Linked DNA regions of Mus musculus: all the other regions are linked to region 2. Evidence: chromatin contacts called from public HiChIP or PLAC-seq and capture Hi-C data. All regions are on one chromosome and are shown on one strand. The core of a region is the stretch at or near the end of the contact, and the rest is flanking DNA. Distances in the headings are between cores, read along the strand shown.

Region 1 (3,831 bases), core at 1,291-3,790, 670 kb before region 2:
CCAGGTCTTTTGGAAGAGCAACCCTGTTCTTAATTGCCGAGCCATCATCTTTAGGCTCTGGTTTATTTATTTTTATTTGATGTGTATGAATGTTTTGTCTGCACATGTGTGTGGGTAGTATGGAGCCCAGGAACTTTCAATCCTCCCACTTCAGCCTCCCAATTACACTGGAATTACAGTAGTGTGCCACCACACACTGCTTAGTAGCTGCATTTAAATATATATATATGTATGTATGTTTGTGTCTCTGAGTGTGTGTGCACCATGTGATGTAATGCCCCAGAAGGCCAGAAGAGGGCGTCAGATCACCTGGACCTGAAGTTACAGCCGGTTGTGAGCTTCCTGAGAGATGCTGCTGGATGAGTCTGGGCTTCTGGGAGAGCCACAAGTGCTCTGAAGCACCGCGTCACCTCTCCAGGCCCAGGAACCTGGATTCTCAAAGGGGAGAAAGAATAAGCAGAACATAGAGGGTTTGTAGGTCAGTGAAAATATTCCCTCTGAAACCACAGCCAGGGACATGTCCTTTTACAGTTCTTAACCCCTACTGACTCCTAAAACTGCCTTAGAGAAGAAAATCTATCGATTACAAAATAGGCCTTTCATTCCAGCACTCACGAGGCAGAGGCAGGAGGATCTCTGGGTTTAAGGTCAGCCTGGTCTACACAGTGAGTTCCAGGTTGGCAAGGGCTGCGTAGTGAGACCCTGTTTCAAAAAATAAAAACTATGAAAAAATAAAATAAATGCACTTTGTGCGAGTCCACCCTGAGTCCTTTCATCTGAGGAATAGCTCAGCCTGTAGAAGGCTTGTCCTGTGTTCCAGCTCCAGAGCCATATAAACCAGGTGTCCCAGTTAGGGCTACTGTCGCTGAGACACAACAGCATGACCAAGGTAGCTTGGGGAGGGAAAGGGTTTATTCAGCTTACACTTCCACACTGCTGTTCAAGGAAGTCAGGACAGAAACTCACACAGGGCAGGAGCCTGGAGGCAGGAGCTGGTGCAGAGGCCATGGGCGGATGCTGCTGACTGCTCACTTGCTCTGGATTGCTCAGCCTGCTTTCTTATAGAGCCCAGGACCACCAGCCCAGGGCTGTCACCACCTACAAGGGGGTGGGCCATCCCTTCATCGATCACTAATTAAGAAAATGTCCTGCCGGGCATGGTGGTAATGCCTTTAATCCCAGCACTCGGGAGGCAGAGGCAGGCAGATTTCTGAGTTTGAGGCCAGCCTGGTCTACAAAGTGAGTTCTAGGACAGCCAGGGCTACACAGAGAAACCCTGTCTCAAAAAAAGAAAAAAAGAAAAAGAAAATGTTCTATAGATTTGCCAGTAGCCTAATCTGATGGAGGCTTTCTCAAAGGTGCTCCCTCCTTTCTGATAACTTTAGCTTGTGTCAAGTTTATATAAAATTACCCAGAATACCAGACTTGATGGCCCCTGCCTGTAATCCCTTCACTGGGGAGGTGGAAGCCGAAAGATCAAGAGTTCAAGATTCTCCGTGGTTACACAGTGAGTCTGAAACATCTTGGCCTACGTAAGAACCCTGTCTTTTTTTAAAAGTGTATTTTGTATATTTCAGAATATCTGAAGTTATAATATGAACATACATGTATCAGTAGGAAAACTGAATAAAATAGTTACTGTTTCTGGTGCTAAGTCATTGAAATCTGATTTGCCGTTTCTACCTAGCACAGGCCATACTTGTTCCTGACCAACCACATCTCCAACAGACAATAGTCCAAAGGACAGTGAGCCCTTGCTTGGTCACCCCCTACCTAAAACTTAATTTGATCCATGGGACGACAGAGGGGAAAGGTGTCAGTGGCCTGTTTCACTATCTCCTCCCTGCTCAGGTGCCACCTGCTTTGCAGAAAATTCATGCCAAGGCAGCCTGTGTTTTCTCATCCTACCCAGAGAGGTCAGCCTACTCAGTGTGGCTGCCTCCCACCCTCTACCTCCCAGAGGCTCACCCCTGGGCCATCCTGTAGTTCCCGCCTGAGCTGACGGCCTTCATAGAGTGTTGAAACTGTGTGTGCCGTGCCAGGCATTCTGCTAACACAGGAGACATGGTCTTACCTAATCCCTCCTAACTTCTAGAGGTCTGGAGCCATTTGGCAAATAAGGGCTCTCCTGGCCAGCAAACATTTGTGGAGCGCAGCCTGTGTTCAAGGTCGGGGGAGGGGGGCTGGGCTCTCCTTGGGCAAAAGGACTCAGAAGTGGTGACATTTTCAACTCCCACTTGGCTCCGGAAGTGTGTGCTCCACGTACCTGTCCTTAGGTGAGCACTTTCTTAACACCCACTCCCCACACACCTACAGTCCCACCCCCTGAAAGCGCGTGAAGACCTGGAGGTGAGGGCCACTTGCTACCTCAGACTCTCAGGACACCTCTTGAGATCTGGTCACCTCTCTGTCCCCTTAAGGTAGGCTTGATGACCTGGGGCAGACAAAACAAAAGAAAAACAAAAACAGGGGAGCACTGGGTAGGGCGGGGCAGGAACAGGGATTCTCCCTTGGGGCGGGCCTCCCTTGGGGCGGGATCAGCAGCAGACCTGCTAAGTAAAGCCCTGTGAAGGTGGCAGCAGCTGAGGCCTAGCAGAGAGCACCATGAGAGGACAAGTCGGGGACCTGAGCCCGCAGCAGCAGGAGGCTCTGGCCAGGGTAAGGGGTGAGGGGTGAGGCGGGAGGGAAGGCACGGGAGCCAAGCAGAACCCAAGCGGCCCGCATTGGCTACAGCTTTATGCAGGGACTGGTTGGCGAAGCCAGCGCCTCCCGCGCACACCTGGGCTAGGACCTCTCTCTACCTCTGAGCAACTGCCGGTGTGTGTGCGTGCGCGTGTGTGCGTGTGCGTGTGTGTGTTTGCAAGTTTAGCCTTCCAGCACAGCTCCCACCACCCATCCCTGGCCTCTGTTCCCAGGCCAGTGACTTCTGCCAGGCAGATTAGGAGATCCCTGCCAGATTGCAACAGTGTTTGGTTTGGTTTCTGTTGCTCGGGTTCCCAGTCTTCTCCCTATCAGACTTACTTGTTTACTTTTAATTATGACAGAGAAATAGAGGGGCTAGGGGTCTGATTTTTGAGAGCCTCCTGCAGGCTGTACCTGGAGAAGGGAAAGGCTATGAGGAAGGGGAGTCCCATCCAGGTTCTCATTCAACCTCGTTTGAAGGGGAAGCTTAAGAATTGTGACAGGTACTGAAGGTGTTTAAGTCTGGAATCCCAAGCCTTGCGAGACAAAGACCAGAAGATTGTGGGTTCAAGGCCAGCCTGAATTTAGTGACACTGTCTCAAGGAACAAGAGATGAACGGCTTGTTTTGTAGTGTCTCCCATGCGGAAGAACCTTACAGGGAGACATGAGAATCCTGGGTGAAGGAGGGGACCTGGAGATTCAGCCATTAAGGGGTCCTTAGTGGAACAGGAAGGACCCTCTGATGAGACTCCCAGGGCTGATGGTCTCAGAAGGCACCCGGTGCCTCCTGAGTTCTTTTGGAACTGGAAACATGGTCTCTGGGAGTGGACTATGATAGAGAACCCCACCAGCCACTCCTACTTTCTCCACTAACTAAAAGTAACAAATGCTTGCTATGTTAAAACATATAGGAAGAGAAAGGAGGAAGGAGGGGGAGGCTAAGGACGGCCCAGAGCTCTGTACTGCCTTGCCCCGGATCACTTCCTTCCAGAGTCCTCCTGAGCTAGGGTGGGCCACTGTGGTCACACTTCAGACACACAGTCTTCAGTGTGGCACTGTAAGGTGGCTTCTCTCCAGGCTGAGTTAGAAGTCACCTGGAGGGGAGGATAGGTATAGCTTTGTTTTTTACAGGGCACTGGCCCCTTTCA
Region 2 (3,601 bases), core at 76-2,575:
CTTTCATATGGACAGGAAGCTACCCCACCAGAGGAAATACAGCAACTAGTAGACAGAGCCTGTCTGGGCAGCAGGTCAGAGAGCCCTGAGGGGGCTGGAGAGACGACTCAGTGGCTAAGGGTACTCTGGTTGCTCTTCCAGAGGACCTGCGTCCAGTTCCTAGCACAGATGATGTACATGCAGACACAACATAAGCAAATAAAATTAAAACAACAAAATTTAAAAACAAACCAAAAGAGGTAAGAAAGGAAGGAAGGCAAGAAGGAAGGCCACTCAGTGAAGGAGCTGGTCGGTGGTGGCTCAGGCCTACAATCCCAACACTCAGGTGGCAGAGGCAGGAGGGTGAGTCTAAGGCCAAGCCTTGTCTACCATCTAGCTCCGGGACAGCAATAGCTACACAGAGAAACCCTGTCTCGAGAAAAAGAAACCAGTCGATGAACATGCTGGCCATCAGTAACATACCTTCCCCAATACTCTCACAACCTTTGACATAAAACATGCACAGAGTGTGGGACAGTTAAGTCAAAGAGGGCTCGCCATTTCCTACTTTATATTCATCCCCACATTTTCCCAGGATGCTATCTTTCAGTGGTATCATTAAGTATGAACGGTAGCACCTCATCTGTATCCCAGGATCTTTGATCCACTATGACCTTTATTCAATACCACGGTTAAGTGCTTTAAGTCCAGTATTGCCAGTTAGGGCTTGAGGTTTCATAGTCTTCACGTTTAATCCAAAGAGCCTACGTGGGCGGCCTTCGGAACTGAAACATCAATTTTAAAAGGTCAGCCACATGGTCTAAGGAGACCTACTTTTAACGACTGCCTTGCTGAAATCTGCCCTTGAAACTAGCAAGGACGGCAGGGGTCGGAGTTCCAACTCACCACCGACTTAATGGAGTGGTTCAGACCCGTAAGTCCTCTGATGTCTCAGGAGTCAGGAGTTAGCTTTCGCAAATGAATATGTGGAACTGTGTGACAGGACATACCAATTAGGCCTCGCACCATGTCAAGAGAAATAGATGTATTAACGGGCACAGTTCACCCCAGACCTGGTAAGACTTGATTGAGTTCCGTCCTACCTCCCTCCCAGTCACCCTTCAGGCGGGCCCAAGGTCAGGATGGCCCAGGCCCTCACCCCCTCGTTGATGTGCTCGTAGATCGCGTCTGCGCCCTGATCGAAGGCTCGCTCGAAGAACAGGGCGCCCACTGCGATGGTGAGGGCAAAGGTGGAAGTTCTGCGGAACAGCAAGGAGTACAGGCGCGAAGGGATCGTCGGCGACGACATGTTGCCTCACTGCCGAACTCGCGCCACTGCGCTTGCGTAGAACCCAATGTCTTGCTCCAAAAGTTTCAACGCGCCCTGCTTTATGGGAATTGTAGTTTCTCTGTATCTCAGAGTCGACATTTTGAACCATTAAAGAAACTGATAATGTGCACAGGGTAACAGTTTATTACAATGTTCATATTCCACACAACCAAAATTTGATAAGACTTATTTCTCAGTTTTTCTCCTCAACCATTTCCTGCGTTTGGCTATTTTGAACTACAAGTCCCGAAAGCCCCTTAGCTTACCCATCTTCCCCAGTGCTGTCTCGCCTTCGTATTCCGCCTTCTCGGTACCTTAGGAAGGACTACAAATCCCAGCGAGCAGAGCGCAACGCGAGGACTCAAGAGGAGGAGCCCGGAACCAGGTATCTTTGGTGAGACATCCGCGTCCAAGTTTTAGGCTCTTTTCCCAATCAGAAGAGTAGGCATTTCATTCTAAGTCCGCGCTATCCGCTTTTTCTGGCATGGGGAGTGAATACAGAGGCAGGGAACCTGAGTTTCTGTGGCTGCATCTCGACTCTCTGCCTAACGTCCTTTGAACCTACTCCAGATGTAGGTTTGGGGGTGGCAAAAGTCGGGTCCTGCAGTTCTAACTCTTAAGCCACGTCTCAGGGGGGAAAGTGGCTTTGCACTTGCTTCCTGTTCTCCAGAGCGTAGGCTTTAAAGCCAAGAACCCCGGCTTCGGAGATGGGTGACCTGGTTGTAAAAGGCACCGTACTTTTCTGAGTATCCCCTCGGGGTCTTGAGATGATCCCCAGTAAAAGAAAGGTTCCCAGCTCTCCTGGAGCGCTCTGGCCGTGGTGCGTGGGCGATGGGGAAGCCCAGCACTTCTGGAAACTAATACTTTGTAAAAGAGAAAACCCAAATGCTTGGACGGATTGCTTGCTCTTTAAACCTGAGTAGCCGCTTAATGGAGGACTGAATATATTGTAGCAGGGTAAACAGGATAATGTTTCTAGAGGCAACTGCACTGCTGGGGTGCTTGAGAAAGTGTAGAGTGGCCTCTAATGAGTAGGTGGCCTGAAGTCATCTCTAGTCTGGCCTTGAATCCCGTCCTGGGTAAGGAGTCATTCTTTTCCTAATTGCACTAGGGAGTCACTGAATGGGTTTAAGCTGGAATGCTTTGAGGTCTATTTACATTTTAATGTTATCGTTCTGACTTCTTGCTAGAGCAAAAACTGAAGAGAAGAAATTGCAGAGGTAGGTAATTTAGAGTAGAGAGGTTTAGAATAATGGTCAGATTTGAGATGCATTTTGGTAGGTAGGATAGACAGAGCAAGCTAGCAGAAGTGTGCAAGAAAGGTAGAATTAAGAGGTGGGCTCGGTTGTGGGTGCCTTTAGTCTCAGCACTCCAGATGCAGGTGGGTCTCAGAGTTCAAGACCAGCCTGGTTTACAAATTCCAGGACAACCAGGGCTACACAAAGAAACCCTGTCCTGAAAAACCAAACCAAACCAAGAAACAAAAATAGGAATTAACATCTAGAGATAAATTAAGATTTGACTACAGAGACTAAATGGTTTGTGTTTGTTTGTATGGAGAAAAGGTTTTACACTTGCTCTGGCTTGCCTGGAACCAGCTACATAAATCAGCCTGACTTTTAACTCCTGGTGATCCTCCTGTCTCTGCTATCTCTGGAAGGCTAAAATTATAGACAAGCACTATCATGCCTGACCTGTAAATTGTGTGTTTATAGATTTGGTTTTGGTTATTTTAAATTATGCATATGTATGGGAGGTTAGGGGGTGACATGTGCTCCTGAATGTCGGTACCCACAGAAATCCAGAGGAGGGTATAGCATCCCCTGGAGCTGGAGCTGGAGGTTATGAGCTATCAAATGTGGGTGCTAAAAACCAAACTCAGGTCCTCTGTTAGAGTATTACATGCTCTTAACATGATCTCAAGCTCTGTAAGTTGTGTTTTGTGTGAGTTGTCCCTTAGATATGAAGTAGAAACATCTAGAACAAATGGGGCTATGATTCTGAGGTTCAGAGGACCAGTGTGAGCCTGGGATAAGGACTTCAAACTGGACATGATGGTATAGGACTATATGCTCCCAGCACGAGGGAGGTGGAGGCAGGAACAGAAGTTCAAGGTTATCTTCAGCTACATTATGTATGAGACCAGCCTAGACTACATGAGCCTCTTCCTCTTAATTAATTACTTAGTCAATTTAAACCCAGAACTGATTTCTAGGCCTACCAGGAAGTGGTGAGCCTTCAGGAAAAGACTGCTTAAGCTTTGTTGAGCATGGACAGGAGACCTACAACAAA
Region 3 (3,955 bases), core at 1,077-3,576, 570 kb before region 2:
CTTCCACATCATAGTCCCTCACTGAAGGAAGTCAGTGCAGGGATCTGGAGGCAGGAGCTGATGAGGAGGCTATGGAGGGATGCTGCTTACTGGCTTGCTGGCTTGCTCCACATGGCTTGCACAGCCTGCTTTCTTAGAGAACCAAGAACCCTGAGGTAGCACCACCCACAATGGACTGGGCTCTCCCCTGTCAATAAAGAATGAAGAAAATGCCCTACAGCCTGATCTTATGGAGGCATTTTTGGGAGTGGGGGTTAAGATGGGGTTTCTCTGCATAGCCCTGGATGCCCTGGATGTCCTAGAACTCACTCTGTAGACCAGGCTGGCCTTGAACTCAGAGATCCAGCCGCCTCTACCTCCTGAGTGCTGGGATTAGGGTGTGGGCCACCATTGCTTGGCTTGGAGGCATTTTCTTAACTGAGGTTCTCTCCTCTCATATGACTCCAGCTTGTGTCAGGTTGATATAAAACTGCCCAGCACATTTTTATATCTAGTTCTGCATGCAAGGAGATCGCATGTATCATGGCACATGTGTGGAAATGTACGTCAAAATATGGATGTGAGTGGGGGAATGTCAAGTCATGGGTGAAGGCCAAAGGACACTGCAGGAGTTGGCTCTCTTCTTCTGTCATATGAGTCCCAGGGATAAAACACAGGCCCTCAGGTCACCAGGCTTTACCCACTGAGACATCCTACCAACCCTATTTTCTATGTAAGAACTTTTTTCATTTTTATTTTATTCTATGAGTGTTGGCCTGCTGCACAGGCATGAAGTGTACCATACACATGCAGTAGCCTACAATGGCCAGAAGAGGGCGACAGATCCTCTGAGACTCTCAAGCAATTGTGAACTCGCAGTCCATGTGGGTGCTGGGAATTAAACCCAGATCTTCTGAAAGAGCAGCCAGTGCTCTAATTACTGATCCATCTCTCCAGTTGCTACACACGTCATTTAACATCTTTTTTTTTTTTTAAAGAGGGTCTCACTGTATAATAGGCTGGTCTCAAACTCCTGCTTTACCCTCCCAAGTGCTGGGATTACAGGCATGCCCATCATAATGTAGTTTTTCTGTCATTAAAAACAAACAAGCCGGGTGTGGTGGCGCACACCTTTAATCCCAGCACTTGGGGGGCAGAGGCAGGAAAATTTCTGAGTCGGAGGTCAGCCTGGTCTACAAAGTGAGCTCCAGGACAGCCAGGGCTACACAGAGAAACTCTGTCTTGAAAAAACAAAAAAACAAAAACAAAAACAAACAAACAAAAAAAACAAGACCAAAAAAACAAACAAACAGCTCTCAAGCACTTGAAATCATCAAAATCGTGTTCTCTATTAAAATGTTAAAGTTGTATTTGAGTCTTTAATTCACATGGTTTTCCTTATGCACGGTGCAGTAGGGGTCCAATTTCACGTCTTTTCCCGGTGGTACCTAACTTTGTTGTGATTTAGCAAAGAGCAAGCCATAGCACCTCCTCCCAGGTCCCCAAGTGCAATACCTCCTCTGACAACCAATTTTACATATGTGCTGACTGATTTTATGTCAATTCCCTGTTTGCAGGCCAGCCGAGCTTCTTCTCTACATCTCTGTCTCCTTCTGGGAATATTTTAGTCATTGCATCCTGGTGGCTAACCAGGTTTCTATTTTCTGTAGATTTTAATATTTTATTACAAAGTGGGAGGGGGTGTTGCAGCTCATTAGCTCTTTGCCCTTTTATCAGGGTACAATTTGTAAAAGGCTCAGGTTTCAGATTGAGCCAGCTACCAGCAACCACAAACCTCTGGGCTGAAGGACAAATTTTCGGACAAAAGCGGAACCTTCTCATTCCAGTAAGCACTGGCGATCATGTTAGAAGCAAGGCAGTGCAGGTTTAGATCAAGTCCATTTTACAGGCGAGGACAGCCCAGTGCTCCGTGCCACTATGGCTCTGCCTGGTTTGTACAGCTTCGTGTGCCCAGCCCTCCTCCCTGCTCCTTTAAAACCATGGCCTCAGTCTCCCCATCTGCTTTCTGTGATTCTCTGCAGCCTGCTCGCTGATCCCATGAAAGAACACTGACCCAGAGGAGGATGAGACATAGCCTTGACAACACCGTAGGTCAATCAGCCCAGACCCTTATACCTCCCTCGCCCCTACATTTCTCCAATCCTGAGACAACCGCACCTATCTCCACTGACAGACAACTTGGTGAGCTCTCCAAGGCTCTAAGGTATTTGCTCCATCGCAGCTCCTCAGGCCTCCTACATTAGGTTTCTCAGGAGCCACCAGGAGGCGCTCTCGCTGTCAAGCACCAACTCAGCCCCCCCCTCCCCGCACCGCCCCCTCCGGCTGCGGCCCCGCCCCTCCCGGTGCCGAGCCCCGCCCTGTCCGGCGCGGCCTGGCTCACTCTGTTCTCCCGGTCCCCGGGACCTTAGACTACGGCCTCGCCACCTCTCCGGTCGGATCATGGGCTCTGCCGATCGCCCCGCGCTGAGGTCGCCTTCGTTGCCGCCCCCTCCCCCATCGCCGCCGTCGCCGCTGCTGCTACTGCTGCCTCTGCTGCCTTTGTGGCTGGGCCTGATGGGCCCGGGAGCGGCGGCGGACGGCAGCGAGCCGGCGACCGGGGAGGGACGGGGCGGAGCCCGCTCAGTGCGAGTGGATGTGAAACTGCCGCGGCAGGACGCCTTGGTTTTGGAGGGCGTCAGAATCGGTCCGGAAGACGGTCCGGAACCTCTGCTGGGTGGCCGCCTGCTGCTGGTGAGCTCAGCCCCGCCTAAACTTGCCATGACCCTCGGATAGACCCCGCTGTCTTCATCCAGAAGCTAGCCCTTGACAGCCCAGAATGCTACTACTTCCCAGCCTTCAGGAGTTGGCAAACCTGACAGCCACATGCCCCTTCCACACTCATTCCCGTACCCGTACCCTGACCTTGCGTGCTTTGTGGCAGACCCGGGCTGCCTCTTCTATTCCCCTTGCCTCCTTCTTTTCATGGCTCCTCGTTACACAGATGGATGTCGTGGATGCTGAGCAAGAGATACCCGTAGATGGCTGGATTGCAGTGGCATATGTGGGCAAAGAGCAGGTCGCCCAGTTCCACCAAGAGAATCAAGGCAGTAGCCAGAAGGCATATCCCAAGGCTCTGGTCCAGCAGGTGCAAAGGGTGTTTGAGGGAAGGGGAGAAAGAAAATGCATTCGAAACATCTGCTAGAGCCAGGCTAACAGGTGGCCTATGAGGAGCCTTTCCAGAGAAGCCCTGGGCCCGAGTGGGTCAGCAAACACCAGTATGGAGCATCAAAGCAGTGTGATGGGGAGGAGGTGGAGAGACTTGCTGGGGAAAGTGGACCTGCTCTGGTGATAGGAGCTGGCAAGGGTGGAGAGCTGCTTTGCTAGGACTAGGGCCAATGAAAAGAATTTTGGATCCTACAGAATGAAAGGAGCATAAGTTTCTCACACACATGATAATGTACAAATTTCTTAAAATCAAGAATATTCTTTATGTAACTATGGTGTAGGAAAGTTAGCATCTATAAAATGTTGTGATCTATGTTCCATAACTAAATATTGCCTTAGTCCACAACCATCGTGTGTTGCCTTTGGCTGTCATTATCTCTTCGGCCTCCAAAACCATCCCTTAGCTTTGGCTTGACTTCAGGGAGCTTATAGCTAGTCTATCCAGATGTCGGGCTCCTGAGAGCTGGGGCCGTGGGTAAGGCAGGTGTGTGACAGCCTCCCACCTTCCGTCTTCCCTTGCAGATGCGTCGAGCCCTTTTCCTGGGAGCCTCTGCCCTGCTTCTCCTCATCTTAAACCACAGTGTGGTCCGAGAGGTAACCTGGCTTGGACTGTGAGGGTGAGCAGGTGAGGGGACAGGGGCCGGAAGCCTGCTGACCCTGCCTGTCTCCTGCAGCTGGATGTATCCCAGCTTCTGCTGAGGCCAGTGATTGTTCTCCATTACTCCTCCAATGTCACCAAGCTGTTGGAGGC

The links. HiChIP or PLAC-seq counts read pairs in DNA pulled down with a chosen protein or histone mark. Capture Hi-C pulls out chosen DNA fragments and counts their contacts.
Region 1: an H3K27ac HiChIP or PLAC-seq map of embryonic stem cells shows a contact between it and region 2, with 3 times the contacts expected there. The contact joins the promoter of Sec14l4 here to the promoter of Uqcr10 in region 2. A contact is called at or near these places in 1 of 39 promoter capture datasets (embryonic stem cells), 1 of 115 datasets of contacts at active chromatin or transcription factors (embryonic stem cells) and 1 of 9 other capture datasets (macrophages).
Region 3: a capture Hi-C map of macrophages shows a contact between it and region 2, with 6 times the contacts expected there. The contact joins the promoter of Rnf215 here to the promoter of Uqcr10 in region 2. A contact is called at or near these places in 7 of 39 promoter capture datasets (the 3T3-L1 cell line, the SN4741 cell line, hematopoietic stem and progenitor cells and 3 more), 7 of 115 datasets of contacts at active chromatin or transcription factors (VIP interneurons, acute myeloid leukemia, bone marrow-derived macrophages and 3 more) and 4 of 9 other capture datasets (adipose tissue, embryonic stem cells, liver and 1 more).

The regions. Positions count from the first base shown.
Region 1 is chr11:4,029,242-4,033,072 of GRCm38.p6, forward strand. Sec14l4 (SEC14-like lipid binding 4) reads left to right here and starts at 2,541. Exons shown (of 12, transcript NM_146013.1): 1 at 2,541-2,658. The coding sequence starts at 2,605.
Region 2 is chr11:4,703,019-4,706,619 of GRCm38.p6, forward strand. It overlaps Uqcr10 (ubiquinol-cytochrome c reductase, complex III subunit X), which reads right to left and starts at 1,326. Exons shown (of 2, transcript NM_197979.3): 1 at 1,139-1,326. The coding sequence starts at 1,288. Zmat5 (zinc finger, matrin type 5) reads left to right here and starts at 1,638. Exons shown (of 6, transcript NM_026015.3): 1 at 1,638-1,703.
Region 3 is chr11:4,132,834-4,136,788 of GRCm38.p6, forward strand. It overlaps Rnf215 (ring finger protein 215), which reads left to right and starts at 2,327. Exons shown (of 9, transcript NM_027859.3): 1 at 2,327-2,730; 2 at 2,981-3,124; 3 at 3,727-3,798; 4 at 3,879-3,955. The coding sequence starts at 2,440.